Linked DNA regions of Mus musculus: regions 2 and 3 are each linked to region 1. A link is a contact called in public HiCAR-type and HiChIP or PLAC-seq data. All regions are on one chromosome and are shown on one strand. The core of a region is the stretch at or near the end of the contact, and the rest is flanking DNA. Distances in the headings are between cores, read along the strand shown. Region 1 holds the start of R74862 (expressed sequence R74862). Region 2 holds the start of Slc25a22 (solute carrier family 25 (mitochondrial carrier, glutamate), member 22). Region 3 holds the start of Ccnd1 (cyclin D1).

What was found. HiCAR-type assays count read pairs that join an accessible place to other places. HiChIP or PLAC-seq counts read pairs in DNA pulled down with a chosen protein or histone mark.
Region 2: an HNF4G HiChIP or PLAC-seq map of pancreatic cancer cells shows a contact between it and region 1. The contact joins the promoter of Slc25a22 here to the promoter of R74862 in region 1. A contact is called at or near these places in 2 of 39 promoter capture datasets (liver and pre-B cells) and 1 of 115 datasets of contacts at active chromatin or transcription factors (pancreatic cancer cells).
Region 3: a HiCAR-type map of astrocytes shows a contact between it and region 1, with 2.1 times the contacts expected there. The contact joins the promoter of Ccnd1 here to the promoter of R74862 in region 1. A contact is called at or near these places in 2 of 39 promoter capture datasets (liver and pre-B cells) and 2 of 115 datasets of contacts at active chromatin or transcription factors (astrocytes and large pre-B cells).

What each region holds. Positions count from the first base shown.
Region 1 is chr7:143,051,436-143,055,013 of GRCm38.p6, forward strand. R74862 (expressed sequence R74862) reads right to left here and starts at 2,251. Exons shown (of 5, transcript NR_110354.1): 1 at 1,602-2,251. It overlaps Cd81 (CD81 antigen), which reads left to right and starts at 1,315. Exons shown (of 8, transcript NM_133655.2): 1 at 1,315-1,631. The coding sequence starts at 1,566.
Region 2 is chr7:141,435,596-141,439,546 of GRCm38.p6, forward strand. Slc25a22 (solute carrier family 25 (mitochondrial carrier, glutamate), member 22) reads right to left here and starts at 2,279. Exons shown (of 10, transcript NM_026646.3): 1 at 1,974-2,279. Pidd1 (p53 induced death domain protein 1) reads right to left here. Exons shown (of 16, transcript NM_022654.2): 14 at 3,783-3,896; 15 at 3,483-3,682; 16 at 2,518-3,252. The coding sequence ends at 2,994.
Region 3 is chr7:144,937,480-144,941,167 of GRCm38.p6, forward strand. It overlaps Ccnd1 (cyclin D1), which reads right to left and starts at 2,352. Exons shown (of 5, transcript NM_007631.3): 1 at 2,017-2,352; 2 at 408-623. The coding sequence starts at 2,214.

The DNA of each region.
Region 1 (3,578 bases), core at 1,001-3,500:
TCCTTCACTGTAGCAGCTATACCAGCCTGAAGCCAAAACAAATGCACAAATTAACTCTCAAGAAGCCTACTAGCCTAGCCGAGTAGAGATAGCTCCACCCAGGCAGCTACTGGCCAATCATCAGGTTTACATGTAAATTATACATAGTTCAAATTTTCGCCCTTTAGACAACTGGGCATGGTGTCCTAAACCTACAGTCTCAGCACTTAGGAAGCAAAAGTAGACAGAGCTCTGTTCCAGGAACCAGGGCTACATTGTGAGATTCTCATTCTCTGTCTGTCTGTCTGTCTCTGTCTGTCTGTCTCTCTCTCCACATATATATTATAGATATTCCTTTCCTTTGTTTAAATATATATGTATATCTATTCCTTTTTAAACATATTTCCAGTGTCCTGTAGCCAGAGGGGTGCCAGGTGTGATCTCCATAGGGAACAATGTCCTTAACTGCTCAAAGATTTAAGAACATGGAGTGACCTGGAAAAGGCTGAGTCTTGGGAACTGGTCCTTCCATGGTTCCCAGTGAGTCTAATGAAGCAGCCCCATTGCCCTTCAGTTTGGGGAAGGGAATGCCAAGATTTCACAGGAATATCATCTATGATGACAGCAGCCATTCCTCACCCGGGAAGGAAGCACCTCTGCCCTCTGAATCTTTCCTCACTTCCTTATTAATCCCAGCTTTCAGGGAACCAGCTAGAGGATGGAGGATGGACTCTTGGAAGGCACAGCCAGGATGGCATGAATATTTGAAGGTGCCCCTGAGGGTTCTCGAGCCTAAAGACTGGCTAAAGACATTGGGTACACTATTGACCTTCCCAAATGCAGCCTCCAGAACTGCAGCCAGGAACTCTATCTGTGAGATAGGGGATTAGCAAGGCTACAAAGAATTCCATTCTAGACCTTCAGGCCCACGGAGTTGCTGCCTGGGAGATCAATATACACAAAACATGTTAACTTTTAAGACTCTTTACTGTCGAGACACCTCCACTAGGGTACCCTCCGGGAAAGTCCAAGGCGTCCGAGTACCGGAGGAAGTAAGTGTGGCTTCTTTGGGGCAGTATCTTGTGGCCAGTTCTTAGTCGCGACCCAGAAGCCTGCCCCGAGGGTTGGGAACCCTTAAGAAACTTGGAGATTCATCCTGCGCACGCACAGTGCACCGAGTCCCCAAGAACCAGCTGCACCAAGTTCCAGAACGCTTACTCTGGGACTGAGGTGGCAGCACCCACCCAAGTACCCCTGGTCCGGGCACCCCGCGGGCGGAAGGCGGGGCCAGGGGTGGAGCGTCCTCTGGGCGGGGCCTCGGAGGGGCGGGACCTAGAGGTCTATAAAGAGTGAGGAGCTAGGCGCGCGCGCCCGGTCCGAGCGAGCGCGTCCTTGCTTCAAAGAGATAGTGACTCTCGCGCCTCCGGCTAGGCCTCCAGCCCTTCTCTACCCTACGTCTCATTCTCCGCAACGCAGTTCTCCGGCCCGCAAGCGCTCCAGGCTATCTGCCAGTCCCGGACCCCGGTACTGCGTCCCCATACCGCCCGCTCCAGGACCAATCCAAGCTCCGCAGGCCGCGCACCGCCATGGGGGTGGAGGGCTGCACCAAATGCATCAAATACCTGCTCTTCGTCTTCAATTTCGTCTTCTGGGTGAGCAGCCACTGGGGACAGGGCGCACCCCACGGTAGCCAGGCTGGGCAGCGCGCTAGGCCCTGCTGAGAAGGCGCAGCGCAACCGCGAAGTTGCGGCGCCACCTGTGGGCTCCGTGCGCCGATCGGGGTCCTGGCGCCCCTCGCCAGCGGGTTGAGGCCGAGGGCTGAGCTTCTGGGCCTCGGCTCGAGGGGCTTCTGGGGCCGGGAAATCAGGGGATCGCTGGCCTGTCCCCTCTGAGTGCTGGGAACTGGTGCAAGAGTCTGCGGGCTAGAGCCAGGTAATCAAGAGCCCTCAGCTATGAAGGGGGTACTCGCACCCTCCTGAATGTTGTTTTGGGGACCATCCTGCATCGCGAGCAGTGAGGGGGGTCGAGAAGGGCGGGATCTTGGCGCCCCGCCCCCATGAGCTCATCCTAGCCACCGCCCCTGGATAGGCGGCCTCGAAGTGGTGGGGGCACGCTCCGTACTTGCCTCGGAGACCTCAACCCCACTATTACTCCACCCTTGCTTACCCTCCAGCTTGGTATTGCCACCCTGGGGGCTCGAGCTCCAGGCCTAGAAGGCAGGGCAGCCCGGGCCGCGTGCTGCTGCGCACGGTGCCCCAGTTCTTGGCCACCCCCACCCCCATTCCCCCAGCTGCCCCTCCTCCTTGCCTGTCGTCTCCTGCACAGATTACAGCCCCGGCCTGACCCTTAGATCCTGAGAGGAAGAGGGTATGCAGTTCTGAGTTGGTGAAGGCCAGGGTGTTGCAAAGATCTGGGATCTGTACAAACCAGGAGCTTAGGATCTTTTCCTATATACAGGATCTAAGCTGGGCTCTCCACTTTGGAAAGAAGTGCACACCCATTTGGTCATCTTGGAAAGGAGACATGGGTATAAGAGGGTCTCCAAGTGTCCCTGGGTCCTGACTGTCTTCACTGCTGGGGAGTAGCCATTGGTGGTATGGGCTTCTTTCCATTTCCTAACTGGGTTGGGAATGGGGAGTCTTAACAGACCTGCCTGCGGGCACTTGAGTGAGCAGTGCTGGCCACTCCTCTGGACAGTGGTGCCACCCTCCCTGCTGCAGTGCACAGACTGCTGTTCCCACCACCCTCCTTCCCAGGAAGAAATGAGGTTATGCCAAGACAATGTTTCTCTAAAGTTGTTCCTGAGAGGGCAAACTTGTACAACGGCCCCTGGAGTGAGTGTGTTGGACAGGGGACACCTGTTTTCCATCGAGGACTGCTGAAGATCCCAGGGCGGGTCAGGGTGGGGTGGAGGGGAATAAGACGTTGGGGATGGGCAGGAACTGGGCTGAACTCAGCTGGGGCTATGTATGCTCACGCGGTGCTGCAGGGACCAAGATTGTCAGTCACGGTGACTCCAGAGAACACATTCTAGGGAGCAGCATGGGCGATGGGGTTAAACTTGCTCTGCCCGGGCATGCCTTGGGGTCTCGACTGGGTAGTCATGTTGGACAGTGCTTGCCTACTCTGAACCATGCAAGGAATTGAATGCACCCTCAAGAAGTGTGTTATCCACCCCACCCCACCCCCATTATTCTTCAGATGTGGGATGTCAGGATCCTGTAGGGTATTTCTTTCTTTCTTTTTTTTCTTTTTTTGCTCACCCACCTGATCCAAGCGCTAGACCCTCAGACTCCCTGGAGTGCTGAGGCTGGGTGAAGCTGCTCGTTTCCCAGGCAGCTGGGGTGGAGTCCCAACATGTCCCTGGGGTCTCTATTGAGGCTCCAGGAAACGGTTCTGAAGCCTCTCCCTGCTCCCAGGGACCTGCCTACTGACTGCAGAACAGTGAAAACTGTAGCCTTTCACAATCCCACAGACCTCTCCTCCCTACTCATGTTGGCCCCACAGTGGATAGGGATGTGGAGCAGAACCAGGCTACAACTGGTGGACACCACCCTGGCAGAGGGACTCCTTTTGTCCCTCGTGTGGCAAGGTTTGTA
Region 2 (3,951 bases), core at 1,029-3,528, 1.6 Mb before region 1:
ATAGGGACTCCAGCTCCGGGCCACTCAGTAGGTTTCTATCTGGAATAAGCACAGATCTGTCTACAGCCCTGGAGCCCCAGGGAATGGGATACCCTGTATGGACCCATCAGTGCTTTTGAGAAATGGGTCAACAACCAACCACTGTGCTGTGAGATCTGAGTGTACCTATCAGGGAACTTCAGGTTAGGGCACAAGAAAGTAGACCTGTCCTCTGGAAAGGACAAGGAAGGGATGCTTGACCCTCAAAGGCCACCACCACCAAGCACAGCAGGCCCTGCTCACCTTTTGGGACCAGAGAGCATGGAGGCGGTACTCCAGGTGCCCTCTGACCTCTGCATACGAGGGGTCTCAATGGAAGAGTGCCTGTCCCTCCTAGCCCTTGTGTGTGGCGCAGGCCTGACCTTTGAACTGTAGTCTGACTTCTTGCTCTCCACGCCATGCTCCAAGTGTAAACTAGATACAGCAGCTCTCCGCTACTCCATCTTTAGGAGAAGCCCCATCCTTCCTTATGCCTCTACCTTCAGTCTGCTGTCCCTGAGATGCTATCTCCTACATATCTGCGACCTGGGGACTTGGGTATTGTGTGTATCCTGGAAGTCAGACAGACAGTCTGAAGTCCATGGGGAAGAGCCAGGTAGGCACTGAGATCCCCAGGGCTTAGTCAGCCCTGTACCCTGAACTAAACAAAACAGGCGGGACACCAGAGAGAACAGTTGCTGAGCTGAGAGCAAAGGGGTTCTGCTGCCTGGAGCACCACACAAAGGGAACCGTCTGGTCTGTTTCCCGCCTCCCCCACCCAAAGAGTTTGGTTTTGATATAGGATTTTTTGAGACAAGATTGCTCTGGTTGAACTCACTGTGTAGAACATGTAGACCTCAAAGTCAGAGATCTGCCTGCCTCTGCCTCTTGAGTGCTGGGATTAAAGGCATGTGCCACCACCACTCCTGGCTTGTGTGTGTTGTGTGTGTGTTCTTTAATTCTCATCAGTTTGAGACACATGTCAGGGCTCCCTCGATGCTGTCTATGTTACCATAGAAACCTGATTGTCCAGTCAGGCCACTGAGGATCCAGAGCTTTCTGCCTTCTTCCCCTGTCAGGCCACAGGCCAACTGAGAAAAGCCCCGTTAGCATACAGAGGCTAACAGCTCCATACAGTTTCTTCCTCAATTTTCATGAATAAAGCTGCCTGTTTCCTACCTAAAAGAAATGCTGGTGACACTGGAGGCTCCCTCCTTTAATCCCAGCCCTCTGAGGCAGAGGCAGGTGGCTGTCTGTGAGTTCAAAGACAACTTGGTCTATAGAGAATTCCAGAACAACTAGCTCCACATAGAGAGACCCTGTCTGGAAGAAAGAAGGGGGGGGGGGGAAGAGAAGGGAGAGAGAGAGACTGGACTGGGGTTGAGCCTCACCACTTGAGTGCCCTTCCCCCAATCCAGTCTCCCTTGCCCCTTCCTCTTAGGGAGGTTAGCTTTGTCTTGCTAGCTAGGAGGACCACAAAGAGGTTTCCCACAGAAAGGTACTCCAGCTGTCCTACAAAGGAAAAGCAGTATGGGGCACATCCTCTGTTCCAGGCCAGATCATGCCCTTTACCCCAAGGTCCGGGCTCAGCTGGCCTCGTTATCTCCAGACAGACAACGCGGACTCTGACCATATACGTGCCCACGCAAGTCCAGTGGGCTCTCACGTGTGCAGCACCCCCCACCCCTGGCAGAAATAACTCCAGCCTCGGCTCTGGAGCGTCCACACTGCTGGGACACGTGTGCGCGGGGAGCGCGCCCGGCAGAGCCGGGACCGAGCACGGCCTTCCACACCCGGAGACAGCCGGTCGATGTACCCATTAGGTTCAGGCTCCGCCAAAGCCGCAGTGTCTGAGCAGATGTCACCTCTCCCAGCCACCAATGCCACCCTTTTTCCTCCCTGCAACCCAGCCAGATTTGAGTGGGCGCCACGGGAAATGACCGGCTAGCACTCACCACACTGCAGCCGCCGGGATCGCTTCCCCGCTGTGCCGCGCGCGGGGCCTGCACCTAGGCGGGGAGGCGCGTCTCTCGGAGGCGCGCCCGCTCCGCCCTAAGTTTTTGCTGCCTTCGGCTCCCCCTCCCGGCCGGCGTGGCCACTACCACAGCCTCAGGCCACCCTTGAGGGAGTGGGCTTTCTGGCGTATCCCTAGGCCCTCCTTGTTCCTATCTCAAAGCCCTGAAAGACTGAGAATAGGTAGGAGGGAAGCATGGGGATGGGACGGTCTGGGGAAGGTTTGGTCCCGGAGCTTTAGGAGAGATGCTCCTTAGACACCGCCCATAAGACTCTGGTGGGCAGGGCTTATGCAGCATTCTGTCACAGATGACTTTGTATCCTTACCTGCTGCAGGGTTACTATGTAGAATAGTTCCTCCCCACCCCTGGGGAATATTACTCATCAGTGCCTAGAGATGGCTCACTGAGCAAAGGTGTTTGCAACCAAGCCGAGTGACCCCGAGTTCATTCACATAGACGGGGGAGAATGATCTCTGCAAAGGTATTCTGTCTCACACACACAATAAATAGCTTTTATTTTATTTGTATGGATGTTTTGCCTGCATACTTGTCTGCACACATGTGTGCCTGGTGTCTGTGGGGGCCAGAGGAAGGGGCTGACCCTTCAGAACTGGAGTTACAGATTGTCATGAGCCATCAGGTAGGTAGAGGAAACAAACTAGGTTCCCTGAAGGAGCAGCTAGTGTTGTTAACTACTGAGCCATCTCTCCCTCCAGGCCTTCTCTGCTCCCATCTTAGCAGAAGGGCCTGGCATGGTAGCAAGTATGGGCAACCTGCTCTCTATCCTTTATGTAAAACAATCTCTGAGATGTACTCACTGTGAGTTGGAGGCTAGCTTGGGCTAGACAGTGAGTGGGTTTTTGTATGCTGGGGCACTGGAGCACACGGGTGAGGTAGAAGGATAGGGCTCTGCCCACTGGTCGAGTCAAGTTTAAAGCTATCTTAATTAAGTCTGTAAGCCTAGGCCTGTGCAGACTCTGGAGTCTGTGAAGCCGAGGTGCCAGGCAGAGTAGAATCCTCAGGGGCCAGCCCTGTGCGTCGAATGCTGTCCTGGTACTTGTGGCGGCCAAGCTCCAAGATGGCACGCACCTCTTCAGCCACATCCCGCCGATCACTCTGTTCCAAGGCCTGTACCAGGTGTCCCACAGCTCCAGGCTGTCCAGTCTGGCGCTCAGCCCAAGAGAAGAGCATGTGTCGGACCTGGCCATCCAGGTCATCCCTGGAGGGGTGGTGATGAAGACGTTTGCCCAGGAACACACACAGAGGCTCAACATACCTCAAAAGTTCCTTGGGCTAGTGACCAGACCCTCCTTTTCCAGGCTGGTATTTGCTCTATCCCCACCTCCTTGAAATCTTTCAGCTAATGTGCAGGGGTGGAGGGTGGGGGAGATGTCAGCCTTGAACCTGAAGCTGGGAGTCAGCAGGATCACTAGAACTCCTGAAGCTCACCTGAATTCATGCCGGATACGCTGTAGCTTATGGTAGGGCATGCCTAGGTGCAGGGCCACAGCTGGCCAGTCAGGACCTAGGCGTGAGGCCACACTCAGCAGGTTGCTCTGAGTCAGGAATCCAGTTTCTGCATCACCCAGGTTCAGAGGCATCAAGGAGAAGTCAGTCCCCTGCCCACTCCCCTGGGCACCCCGGAGTCTCTGTCAGGAGGCAAGGATACAGAAAGCTTGGACCCATTCTCTTATCTTTGGTCACCCTGGGACTGTCTCCTCTTGTCAGCTGAAGCCTCTGCAGCCTCACCGGTAGCTTGATGGGCAAGGTGGCCATCCACAGTGCATCTGTACCCTTCCTCTGCCGGGCAGCCTCTGCCTCTGCAGGTACCTCCACAGGAAGTGAACCCCGATAAAAGGACACCTGAGGAAGGAGCATGCGGGGTTCAGAGCTGACCTCGGATCCAGGCACCTCAGTC
Region 3 (3,688 bases), core at 1,102-3,601, 1.9 Mb after region 1:
AAGGAAGGCAGGCTGATTCGAGAAGGTCTAAAGAGTTGGGTCAACCCGGGACCCCATACAGGTAAACAACAAAATGTGCCTGTAGAAATACTAAGGGGACAGACTGCGGACAAAAAGAATCTCCCACCGCCAGCGCCGTGGCCTGCACGTCGCTAGGGGGCGCACACCGCCCACATTTCAGAGTGGTTTCACCACAGACATGGTGGGGAGTCCAGTACGGAAAGAGGGCGGGCACAGAGGTAGAATGGGTTGGCATTCTGCTCACTGCCATTTCGGTGTCGTGCGGTGCGGTGCGGGTGCCTTTCGTGGGGCAGGAGATCTGTCCATGGATGGCTGGATCTCCTGCCATTTGCAGCTCCCACCACCCAGCATAAAGAGGGATTGTCGGTGGTGGGTTACGTGGTTACCAGCAGCTCCTCGGGCCGGATAGAGTTGTCAGTGTAGATGCACAACTTCTCGGCAGTCAAGGGAATGGTCTCCTTCATCTTAGAGGCCACGAACATGCAGGTGGCCCCCAGCAGCTGCAGGCGGCTCTTCTTCAAGGGCTCCAGGGACAGGAAGCGGTCCAGGTAGTTCATGGCCAGCGGGAAGACCTCCTCTTCGCACTTCTGCTCCTCACAGACCTGCGGGGATCCGGACCCTGACCGTCAACGTGGGAGGGGGGCGTCGCTCGATACGACCCCATTCCCTTCTCCTAGATTGCACAGAGAGGGATTCCGGTGGCCAACTCCCTGGGATGCGCTCCTGCTCCGAGGGTTCCCAGTGCCCACCCACCCTGAAACTGAAAGGGAAAGTCTTTGGGCAGCTGGCGGGGCCGGTCGAAGCAATGGTGGCCACGGAGACCCCGGTCCCCTGTTGAAATTAGGAAGCCACAAGCCAGAGAACCCCACCGCGGGGCTGGCGGGGCGCCGGGGGCTGGGCGCCGCTCGAGCGCACGCGAGACACAATGGTGGCGTCCCAGGCCGCCGCGCTGCATTTCCCAGACGTCATCTTTTCAAAAAATATTTAAAAATATTTAAAAAATAACTAGGTGCCTAAAAACGACCTGAAAATAACCATCGGACGACCCTTGATCCAAGCCGAGGGTCAGGAGCTCAGTGGACATCGGGGGGTGAGCTCCAGCAACTCAAACTCCGGGGGCCCCCCTTTTGCAGGGTGCGGGCGCTGTTTGCCTCTACAAGGGCATTATGCCTCACTTTAAAAATTATTTTAAAATATTTTGGGACCCCTGAGTCTCCTGCTGAACATCTGAAAATGTGCTTTTGTCCCCCTCCGCCCCCAGTTTGACCTAGACAGGTTCCTCCAAATCCAGAACCGCACGCACAACAGTCAGTCTCATTGACTAGGGGGCCACGCGACCTTGCAGCCTGGCGTTTTCTCTGGGCCAGGCAGCGTGTGCGGGGTACCCAGGTCCGCTGTTTGAACAAAGAATCCCCCACCCCAAATATTCCTCACACTGTCTTATTTAGTGATTCCCGGCCGCCACGAGGCCCCTCGTGCCTGTCCCAGCGCCCCTACTGCCGCTCCCTGCCCTGCCCCCAATTATTAATAAACACTTTTTGCTTTGCAATAAAGGAGCAAAGATGGCGCATAATATTGGCACGAGCGGCCCTTGCATACGTGTCCATGGATATTAATTTAAAAATCAAATTTATGCCCCCTCCCCCCTTGAGCTGGCGAAACGCGCAGGGGCGGCCCCCGCCGAGGCGCTGCAGGAATGGGGCACAAGCGGGGGCCACAGAAGCTCAGCCTGCACCCTCTGTGGTGTCGCTGACACCGTCCTCCCTCGAAGGCACCCCTCCCCGACTGCCCTCCACCAGGAAAAGGAATTCCCATCTTCCCAACTCCCAAACCTTCCTCGTTCAAAAGGACCCAATCTATTTATTTTGTGAATACCGAGTCCTAGCAACGCACCCGGAAAACTCCGTGACGGAAGGGAAGAGAAGGGAGGAAGATGTTGGTGATAGCAACAAGTTGCCAGGGGGTCCCAAGCTAGCAGCCTGTAAAGTCTCTTACCTCCAGCATCCAGGTGGCCACGATTTTCCGCATGGATGGCACAATCTCCTTCTGCACGCACTTGAAGTAAGATACGGAGGGCGCACAGGTCTCCTCCGTCTTGAGCATGGCTCGCAGCACCCGGTCGTTGAGGAGATTGGTGTCAGGGTACGCGCGGCGGATGGTCTCCACTTCGCAGCACAGGAGCTGGTGTTCCATGGCGCGGCCGTCTGGGGAGGGCTGTGGTCTCGGTTGGGCTCCGGTGGCGGCTGCTGACGCGCGCTGCCTCGCGCTGTACTGCCGGTCTCCGGAGCGCGCGGAGTCTGTAGCTCTCTGCTACTGCGCCGACAGCCCTCTGGAGGCTGCAGGACTTTGCAACTTCAACAAAACTCCCCTGTAGTCCGTGTGACGTTACTGTTGTTAAGCAGAGATCAAAGCCGGGCAGAGAAAAGGGGGAGGGGGAGGGCCGAGGCGGGTGCAGGGGGAGGGGGCTCGGGAGCAGTGAGGGGGGGGGGCGGCGGGGGGGGGGCAAGCCCAAACCCTTCCCCCTCAGCCTTCGTAGATATGCAAATCGCTCGGACTGCTTCTCTCCAAACTGGGAAAGAGCGGGGCAAGGGGGAGGGGGGCTTCTTTCCCTAAGAGGGTCCTCCGAGACCTGTGGAGGTGGGGTAGTGGCGGCTCTGGACAGGAGGACAGCTAGGAGGGAGGCCAGGCCACACGCAAGCCAAGGAAGAATGTATGGAAGGGGAGCCTGGGGGTGCAAGGACACCCTGTTCTTAAACCGGGAGAATGGGTGCGTTTCCGAGTACGCCACGAGGCACCCACAGGCGGACCCATTGCTTAGAAATCCCAGCGTCCCTGTCTTCTTTCAATTTCATCAACACGTGTAAAATTCAGGAACTGTGTAACACCCGAAGATGCCAGACGAGCCCTAAGCTCTCGTGCAGGCTCCATCCTGGCGCACTGGGGTGGTTGCAAAGGGCCAGAGGGGTATCTGAACTTTAAAGGATCCCCAGCCTAGCATGCGCTCGCTCAAAAATAAAATAAAACCCCGAAAATTCCAGCAACAGCTCAAGATGGTGGCCATTATTTCATCTATTCCTCCTCGCTGGGGGGGTGGGGTGGGATCTGAGATTTGTCTTCATACAGTGACCGGTTTATCCTGGCCAGGGTCCCCCAGTATCCCCCTCCTCCACTGCAGGCGGTTTGCCCAAGAAAAATAAACCGTTGAAGAAAAGGTTGAGACACGATAGGCTCCTTCCTAATTTATTTTTTAATTAAGAAAAGTAAATCGCTGCAAGTTATTAGTCGCCCTTCCAGGAACCAGACCACCGGAAGCTTCTTGATTGGCTTCGTTGAGGGTGGTGGTGTTTCTCCACCTTTAGAATTGCAGTCTTGAGTTGGGGGAGGGGGGGGGCGGCTGGTGAGAATCAAGATAAACTTGTGAGCCGATAAGGTGATATTTAAAGAGAATCTATAGATGGTCGTGGTTAACTGAATGGACTCCTAAGTTTATAATTTATAGATTCAAATAAAATATTTTTAGAATAAAGCGGTTCCACCACCTTCGTCCATTATTTAGTTCCCTAGTTTTGGAAACGTTTTCACAATACCCGACTTCAAGCTAGGCGAACTATTCACACACATTTCCCACGGAATACTTTCGTGTCCCAGAAGAAACTGGTAAAGGAGC